Regions from separate parts of the Astyanax mexicanus genome. Here region 1 is linked to region 2. The links are chromatin contacts, called in public Hi-C maps. All regions are on one chromosome and are shown on one strand. The core of a region is the stretch at or near the end of the contact, and the rest is flanking DNA. Distances in the headings are between cores, read along the strand shown. Region 1 holds the start of LOC103031649 (mRNA decay activator protein ZFP36L2-B). Region 2 holds the start of haao (3-hydroxyanthranilate 3,4-dioxygenase).

Evidence for each region. A called contact is a pair of places that touch in the nucleus more often than the background predicts.
Region 1: a Hi-C map of muscle shows a contact between it and region 2, with 12 times the contacts expected there. The contact joins the promoter of LOC103031649 here to the promoter of haao in region 2. A contact is called at or near these places in 2 of 3 Hi-C or Micro-C datasets (both in muscle).

What each region holds. Positions count from the first base shown.
Region 1 is chr7:20,755,095-20,759,904 of AstMex3_surface, forward strand. LOC103031649 (mRNA decay activator protein ZFP36L2-B) reads right to left here and starts at 2,847. Exons shown (of 2, transcript XM_007255794.4): 1 at 2,522-2,847; 2 at 1-2,013. The coding sequence starts at 2,611. The coding sequence ends at 877.
Region 2 is chr7:20,289,590-20,294,714 of AstMex3_surface, forward strand. haao (3-hydroxyanthranilate 3,4-dioxygenase) reads right to left here and starts at 3,315. Exons shown (of 10, transcript XM_007235270.4): 1 at 3,120-3,315; 2 at 2,938-3,016. The coding sequence starts at 3,208. LOC111196024 (a long non-coding RNA gene) reads left to right here and starts at 3,949. Exons shown (of 3, transcript XR_002651970.2): 1 at 3,949-4,052.

The DNA of each region.
Region 1 (4,810 bases), core at 1,597-4,096, 470 kb after region 2:
CATAATTTAAACATAATAAAAGAATATAGATCTATTGCTTCAACATACTTGATAAATACAGTATGGACACAAATGACCAAAAATGTAGCCTATACTTTTTTTCACAAAGATAATAAATAAGTTAAATAGGTCATAGCCAGTTACGTACTGCTATGTAAATCACTCAAAAACAGCTAAAAAATATATATATATTCAACCATCAGCAGTGATTTCCCAACAAACCCAACAAGAGTGCTTCAACTAAGCAGCACACTACACTAACCGAGCCGACCACCGTGTGGCGCTGCTGTGAAACTGCTGCTGCTGCATACCATATGGTTCATCATCATCATCATCATACTTTTGGAATGGAAGTCGCTCTGTTTTGTTTTGTGTGTGTTTGAGCTTTCAGAAGCGCATACACTGAGATATTTAGGCTACTTTGCAAACTGGAACTCGTCAAGGCATATTCTTGGTAGGATGGAGGAAAATCTGAAACCGCTCTGTCTCTCATACTGAAGAAAAGGTCAGTCTCTGTGCAGAAAGAAAGAGAAGCGTGTGCGCGGAAAGTGAGGGTCTGCTGGAGCACACGCTGCTGGAATGCCTTCTGTTGATATCGAGCTACTTTCATAGCTATCAGTTCAAAAGCAGAAAGGAGAGATAGAGAAGGAAAGAAACAAAACTAATGCCATGGTGTGACAGACAATCCATCTCCCTGGATGTTGAAGTCTGTAAAACTCTCACAGGTCGTCGTGAATGAGACTCTGCTGCTGCTTTTATAATTTAGCTTATCTCAGCTAACTAACAGTCTGGAATCATCTCAGCTCCTCCAGTCCTGGAAACAGGAAAATCCAAACACACGCGTCCTCATCTCAGATCTCAGATCAGCTCAGACCTCTAATCATCAGAAATCGACAGCCTGCTGAAGATTGGCAAACGCCGCCCGCCGTCCAGGCTGGGCGACTCGGAGCCGCTGAGGCTGCCGGAGGAGCTGAGCGAGCCGCTGGCGAAGCTGTCGCGGTCGGAGATGGAGTCCGGCGGGCTGGGCGGGGAGTCGAAGACCGGCGACTCCGAGAGGCGCTGCAGCGCCTGCAGGTGGCTCAGGTTGTAAGGGGGCGAGGGGGGACCCACCGGGGTCTGGAAGCTGCCGTAGTACGAGGTGGCGTAGCCGCCGGCCGTCTGCACAGCTAGAGGGGCCAGCAGCGCTTTCAGGTCTTGGCCGGCGGGGAAGGAGAAGGGGCTGGGCGCCAGCGCGTCCTCGTAGAAGCCGGAGGAAGGGGGCGGGGGCGTGCGGGACGTGGGGCTGGTGTCCAGCAGCGGCGAGTCCAGGCCGTGCTGCGTGGAGAAGCCGGCGAAGCTGAGACTGTGGTGGAGCTTGGGTCTGTCGCGATAAGCCGGACCGCCGACAGGGGGCGCATCTCGGGGCACGTAGCCGCCGCTGGAGCACTTGGGCTCGGCCCCGTTGGACGAGTGGCTGTGGCTGGCCGGGGCCGGCCGGCGCTCGTCCGCGTTGTGGATGAAGTGGCAGCGCGGGCCGTAAGGGCAGAAGCCGATGGTGTGGAAGGTGCGGCACGGCTCCGTCTTGTACTTGGGGTGTCGAGAGAGGCTGCGCAGCTCGTGGTAACCGTGCGCGAACTGGCACTTCTCGCCGTACTTGCAGGCGCCGTTTTCCTCGAAGGGCCGGCAGAGCTCCGTCTTGTAGCGGGTGGAGTTGATCTGCGAGGCCGCCTTCTGCTGCGCTTGCTGCGGCTGCGCCTGCGTGCGCTCCCCGCCCTCGCTGAAGGCGCGCTCGCGGTACCTGCTGCAGCTGTTCTCCTTGTTCAGCATGGCGGTGGTGCTGCTGCTGTCCTTGTACGTGTACTTGTTGCCGTTGCTCGGCTGCAAATCCGTGCTGCCAGCCGAGTTGCGGCGGAAAAATCCCGGAGCGATAGGACAGCTGGTGGCGCTGGCCGGGCTGGACAGAGGGGCGCCCACCGCCTTCTTGTCCAGAAGGTTGTTGAAGTGGAGGGCGTTCATGTTAAAGTTTTTCTCAGGCTGTGGAGAAACAGGGAAGAAAGTTAGCTCACTTAGTTACATAAAGCTGGAGCTGAAAACACAAAGTTCCTAACAGGACAGGAGTTAGTTAACTAACTAGATAGCCTAGCGAACTACAGGAGGAAAAGTGCATGCTAGCTAGCTTTAGCCTGCAGCAAAAGTTTGAGCTGAAGTTTAGTTTAGTGCACTACTGGTCGAGTTTTTCAAAACCCTGGTCCTGGAGACCCACTGCCTTGCACACTTTTTCTGCGTGTTTTCTCTGCCCCAACACACATGATCCAACTAATCAGCGTATCACCAGCTCAATACTGGAGTTAAAGGAGTTAAAGTGAGTGTTAAAGCAGAAAAAAAACACAAAGTTGTGCAGGGCAGTTTGTGCAGAGCAGGCTACTGCTAGCTAAGTGCCACTTTCACACAACAGGAAAAGTAGAATGAAAGCTTAACTGCTGCGTACAAACTTCCCCTGCACCTAACAAAAGTCACTTTTTTTTGCTAGATAACCAACTACCTTGTAGAGCATGTCGATGTCGTAGATGGCGGTCAGGATGGAGGTCGACATTGCTGCTTCTGAGCTGACGAGCTGCAGTAGATCTTTCATTGGAGAACCAACCAGGATCCCGGAGCGCAGCTGGTGTTTACTTCTGGGCTTCGTTTGCCACGACTGCTAGTTTGGGAGAGGAGTCCGAGAGACGGAGTTTGTAAAAGTAATTCCAGATGTCCGGGTCTGCCACTAGAGCGGAGCTGTGAGTTAGTTGTGTTTCGAGTTGCTGTTCGTCTCCCTCCGTCTCTCTCTGCCGAGTCAGAACAGTCCGCCGCGCGCTCCCCTCCAACATATACCGAGAGCAGAGCGGCCCGAGGGGGCGGGACCGCAGCCGGAGCCGCGCGACCACTCACTTTTGGACCAAGTCGAGCGCCGCCGCTGATTGGTCAGCTCTACTTAAAAGCCCCGCCCAGCAGTTTAACTTCGCTGTGACTCCACAGTCTATAACTTTCTGGTGGAGGAGTGAGAGGAGCTGGACAACACGAGGAGACCCAAACTCCACAAAACTCCTACAGTTTATACACGCTCAGTCTTCATATTCACATATATACATATTCACTGCGCACACAGTTTTTAAAAGAGTGTTTTTCTGTGCTTTAAGAATTAAGAATTTAAGAATTAAGCACAGAAGAGTTATTGAAAAAAAAAACTTTAAAACAAAGTGTAAGGTAATTTTACCATTTAGTCATTTTACTGGAAAGTCCTAATACTCTTCACCAGTTTGGCAGCACTTAAAATGAAATTTACCCCAATGAATGACATTGTCCTAAAAATAATTACAATAAATTATATAGTAATGTTCTTTTAAGACCATTTCGTACCACTGATAATAGTAACACAATAACAAATGAAATTACACACTTCTAAAGAGCAAAATAATATTATCAATAATGAAAAAAATACAGAATCAAACTGGAATATATCAAACAAAAACACTTTCATAACCACTATTTTTTAAAAGTTGACATATTAGCTCACTGACACTAATGTTGTCTCCTTGCTAGGTAAAACAATATGCAATAACAAAGTCAGCAAAAAAAAATATATTTATATTGGGACCAAGTCAGTAGATTGTAGCTACGAAAAGTTGATAACATAATTATTGCCGTACTTATGACCTAATTTATGGCATTTTATGGCCTAATTTTGTTTGTCCCACATATTGTATATCATTTATTCATTTATGTAAGTGGTTATTGCTTTATTTCACTTGGTTTGATTGTGTTTCAGATAAAACAAATATCTGCTCACATGAAGTTGAAGTTATGTACTGCTGCACAATGTCGACACAGTCATTGTTGTACATATTTTAAATTTCTCTTTGTAGCAGAGGGAAACAAATATTAGCCAGCTATTACCATTACTATTAGCTAGCAGTTTTGAAAGCACTGAGGAGTGCTAGTGGGGGAGGAGACTGCATGTCTAAAACGTGCTCTGGTTGCTTTAGTACACAGGTTCTTCACTTCTGAGGGTAATGCTGAAACCCTATCAGAGCCCGCAGACAGATAAAAAGCTAAATAGATAAACAGATAGATAAATCCAGATAGATAAAGCAACAGGCAGTTAACAGTGTGCCGTGGTACGTTACAGTAACCCAGTTTTGAATGCTTCCTTTGTGGTTAATCAACACCCAGCACTTTCGATATCTGTAAAACGATCAAAGTCTGTAGTAATAAACTAAAGTAGCCTATCCACTGCTGAGAATGATTAACTGTAGTTTTCTTTACTTGGCAGCCTATATAACATGACCGTCACCTAGTTTTAGGCTGGAGTGGTTTAGCTATAGAAGTGCAGGAAATATATTCTAAACCTTCAAAACCTCTGGTCATATCTGAGCTCTGCACTCACTGAGCAGTGCTCCTCATAATGAGCACTACTGCTTCAGCAGCAGCCCAAAAATGAGGACCATGTGAAGGAATGCCTCATGCCTCACCCCCTTAGTCACTAAACCGATCCAATACCGCCCTCTATGGGTCTTAAAGGGTTCTTTTAATCAGAAAGACATAAAGTACGTCTTGGGCACCATCTAACGTTCAAAACAGGTACTGAGCATATATTTATATACCCTTTCTGTCTGGCTCCCATCTGCTAGCTGCATTCTCCATCTCTCATTAAAGCATCAAAGTGGACCTCAGTAACACACACACACACACACACGCCTGTGGCTGCGCTGTGCACAAATTCAAGAGTGTCAAACACTGACAGTGACTTTGTTTTACCCCCACACACACCGCCCCGCCGCTGGGTGGAAAGGGG
Region 2 (5,125 bases), core at 2,065-4,564:
CACATCTGTGTGAGGTTCTATCTTTTGCCAGTCACAAAGTTGAGCAGGCTTAAATCCACAGTGTCATGTGCCATGATATGTGGCATGTCAGTGTCAATATGAGATTTGTATGTGATGTGACTTTGCCAAAATAAAGACTGGACAATTGCCAAGGTATTCCTTTTAATTTCCAACTTTCCAACCTCCTCTCTCTTTCTTTTATCAGTATTATTTATTGAATTCTTTCCTTGGTCATTGTCATAATACACAGCCCTACTAATCTTCTGTTTTTAGACAGATTGCCTCATGTAGGTTTGTACAAAAAAATTACCAAAATGTAATTAAAACTACCAGTTTCCTTTGAAATATTCTCTAAAAAGTTTCCAATACTGTGCAGCTAATGTACTGAACCTGATTCTAATTCACATAGCAACATCTGCAATAACTGTTGTTATTCTGCTTAATCTCACTTCATCTCTCTATTGTTTTTATTATTTATTATTTAAAAATAATTATAATATAAAGTGTTAACACTCTGCTCTAACAATGGTCAATTTTCTCAATATTTTCCTCTCTTTAAATAAGATAAATATTTCAGAGGGCCATGTTTGAAAACTCATCAGTACAGATAGTTTGTGCACACAACACACAATTAATTTGTTTCTGGGTGTTCTAGACACATACGTGTCTTTTTACTTTTTTTTATTATTATTATTTTAATATTTTTATTTTTTTTATTTTTTAATCAATGGTACATACACTTGGGTATCTGGAGTGCTCACTGAGACACAAACTATGAAACAGAACAATTCTGTCAGTTTTTATACAAGTTGCCTAAATTAGATCATTCAACACAGATTTGGCTCAGTTTTCTACATCACAAACCATCTCAGTTAGGTAGCTGTTTTGCCCCATGAGAATATACTGTACTACTGAGAATATACTTTGGACACAACTTCTGATTCAGTGTTTTACTTTATTTCTTTATTTAAATTATTTTCTACATTATAGATTAATATTAAAAACATGAAGGGACACATATTATGTGGGAATTATGTAGTAGACAAAAAAATGTTGGGCCCCTGATCTAAAGCCAACTGAGATGGGTAATTTGGTGATTTGGGATAAACTGGAGCTACACAGCATAAAGAAAAGCAGCAACTTTTGTTCAGAAACTCCTTCAAGATGCTGAAAAAACTATTCTTGGTGACTCTTCTTTATGAAGACACAGATTAAAATACCAACAGTGTGCAGATCTGTTCTTAAAGCTAAATTTGGCTACTTAAATGAATCTAAATTATAAAATATTCTGGTTTGTTTAACACATTTTCCATTTACAAAATAATTCCACATGTTACTATAAAGTTTTAATGTCTTCACTATTATATTTACATCGTAAAAAAAACATAAAATAAAATAAAACACAGAAAAGAGGTGTGTCCAAACTTTGAATGCTACTGTATATCTAGTTTTCTGTAGCTCAAAATGTGCACGGTGGTATACTGTAGTTTTTTTATTGTTGAGGCTGGTTATATAAAGCTAATGTTGAAGTTGGGAAAGAAACTGTTCCTAACAGTGACATACAGTGACACAGTGCATATATTCTCAGTGTAAGACATGTCAGGTGATATGAGAGCAGTGTATCTTCCCTAAAATGAAACCTACACTACTGCTAAGCAAAGAGGAAGCAGAGGAAAACAGCAGAAGTGAAAGAATGTGTATTAAGTGTGGACACTTAATATGTGAAAAACAAGGGCAGATTCAAAAGTCAAGTCAGAAAACTCTGGACTTGACTTTGAGACTCGGCATGCAATAATTAACCCGGACAGATCACTGAACTGTCCAGTCAATAGAGAGTAGACTATTTCAAGGCTATGCTTGTGCAGGAGATATGATATAATCATTTGTAATTTGTTTAATTAGACAGACTGTAGTCTAAATAAGAACGGGACGGGATAAATTAACAATAAAAAGTGACGTACTGTAAATAACAGGATTCAGCAAGAAGAAAAAAACACTAAGTCCCAATCCTATTTCACCCTTAGGCCCTACCACTTAGCCCTAAGTGTGTTAGGGCTACTTGGCTCATCAAACTAAGATTTTTCAGAGGCTCACTCAAAACTGAGGGATAAAAGAATCACTGGCAAGATGATAGCACAAGTGACAAAATGAAACCCACAAATTTGAGTATTTTCCTTGTTAAAAATCATCATAACCACTATTATGCCATAGTTTAATGTGTTGTTTCAATGTTTTGTAGCCATTTTCTTCATAACAAGCATAGAAAATATGTAGTAGTTTGTCTCGGTAGCTAGCTAACAAGCTAACTTTCACATTCCACCTTAAATAGTGCAACAGACACAGGGAGGCTGCAGCATTTAAGGTGGAACAGAAAAATAAAAGCTAATAAAAGCTAATTTTAGCTCCCCATCACAGGGGAATGAAAGAATAAACAATAATAATTAATTGCTGCACCACCCTCGTTCTAAAGTTAACTAGTTAAACAGCAGCTAGGTTGTTGAATTGCTAGAACTAGCTATGTCTGTACTGGTGGGCTTGAAGAGTTGTCCCAATTCTTAACGTACCTCTGTTCCAAGGGGAAGGGTTACAATCAAAAATGGGACTGGGCCTACCCTACTACAGTGCAAAAACCAAATTTAATTAGAGACACCACAATTGCAAAACACACTTAGTTAAAAAAAGCACTTACACATAGAAAAGGCTTCTCTGGAATAAGAAGTAGAATCACAGAATCAAATCAGTAACAAATCACAGACAAAGTTGCAATCAATTAAATGCGAAATATCAGAAAGAAGACATATTTCATTAAAAAAATCAGCAAAGATTAAAAGATAAGAACAAAGCTTTACAACAAATCTGCAGATTTGCCTTTAGAACCCATTGAATTGAAGCCCAAATTTGTCCTGTAAACCCAATTTTCTACCATTTATACTTCACCTCTTCACCCTCCTCTATGTGGTAATCCTTCCGTATGTTGGGACCTCCAACATACATTATATTAAGCTGATAGAAGAACCTGAAAATGATGATTTTCCTCCTCAGTTCAGTACAAGTGATTTCAGTAAATAACGTTACAGTACTTAACTAACGTTAAATGTCTGCACGTCTGTAATACTTACATTAATTTGTTGCAGACGGGTGGTAGAAAGGATTTCTCATTCTCCGCAATCCACTGATCTACATTAAGATGAAGAGACTCGTTTGTCATTTTTCTGGATGACGGCTTCGAACCACAGTAAGTTAGTTTAGTTTAATGTATGTGTGTGTGTGTGTGTGTCTCTGTCTGACTGCTGCTGGTCTGAAGTTGCTTTCTGCAGCTGCAGTTTCTTGAAACGCGGAACAGTTGCTGGAAAGTTTTGTAACTTTCCTGTCAAAATAAAAGCCATTCTGAAATATACCAAATTCGAACAAAAAATACAGAAGGAGGAGGACAGGTAACGCTAGTTAACACTCGGTAAAGTGGCACATCTCACTATGCCTTCAGTTTTTTTTCCAAAGTAATGTTTAAAATATTGAAAGTTCTCTATTTTTGTGTAATAAATAATATATCAATTAATAAAAATGTTGGCAAATGAAATTATTGAGCAACACTGTTTTATTGTATGCATTTTTATTAAGGAGTCAAATTATACAAACTTAATTTACTTGGAATACAGTTTTCAGCTGACATTTTTATAAACATTCATGACATTAATACAGTACAATACAGTGCAATAATTGCAATTTCAATGGTGAAATAATTATACCTAATATTAAACCTGGTGCCAGTGTTTGTGTGTGTATAATTTATTTTATTATTTACATCAATCCATGAATTTAGCCGTTTTTATTGTTTTCTATTATATTTTCTTAAACTAGTTTAGGATATTCAATGAAAAAAGAAATCTATGTTTTTAAGGATGAACTTTTATTTTGACAGAATTTTGTTTTGGACTCCGGCGGGAAAAGGGGCGGGGTGCTGCAGTCTGGAGCCAGGATAGCGAGAGGTGCAGAAATGGACTATGAGCCCAGACTTTACTTTCGGAGTTCAGCGACCTAAAGTACCCGAAAAGGTTTAACTAAAATGCTCGTGTTTGCTAATTAAATTTCCCTTGAATGTGTGATTTTATATGGTTTAACATTGTATAGCCTGAATAGTCAGTCAGCTGTCAATGATAAATACGTTTTTTAGCTTCAAGTTCATGTTTAAGTTTAAAATCCCAGTGAGTACATAGTTATACTTGACTTAGCTAGCTAACTTTAATGAATTATATAAGACGAAAGGACTTTATTACGATGAAGGGTTCAGGATTTATTAGTTCAATATCAATAATGTGAGATAAGGATAGAGCCTGCTGTCAGCACTAACTACATAAGGGAGTAGGATTTGTTGTATAGCTAACAGCTGTCAGTCCTTTATCATACTTGAGATTAATTAGAATCAGTCAGTAACGTTAGCTAGTTAGTTAGTTCGTTAACTGTGTGTCGAGGCCAATTTAATGTAATCAGCGAGCATCAGACCAACTAACTTTTAGCTAGTTAGCCAATTAAACTGGATTGACTAGCTAGTTAATGGTGGCCCATATTATTGGGGACTCGGTAAAATGAGGAATGTGCCAAAACACGTGTAATAAAATGATAGCTTAGTTAAGCTAACCTAGGTTAGTTAGGGTTAACTTGGTAGCTAGCGTATAACAAAACTCCTTTTATTTATTTCGTGAATAAATAATAAAACACTAAGAAATTGGGGAGCTCTAAATATAAATTATTAAGATAAGCTAGCTAGTTAGCAAGCTAATTTACCTTCTATTTATGACCACTTCATATTAAAGCATTGTAACGTTAAATGTAAGCCTAATTTAAATTAGGGAAACGCTTTAACGTTACTCATCCAAATAAACGCGTTTCAGGGAGATTGTTAGCTCGTTATATGTGTGTAGAATAATATCCAGGACTTTTTTGACTTTGAAAGTAACTTAACCTAAATAGTTTTTATAAGTATAGTTTTATAATTTAGACGCTCACAAACGCTAAAGCTAACAGTACAGACATTACAGTCACTTACTATAAGCTGCTGTTTGGTTTGCTAGCTAACGTTAGCTAGCGTTGCTAACTGGCTAATTTAACTGTCTTTTGTGCCCGTTTG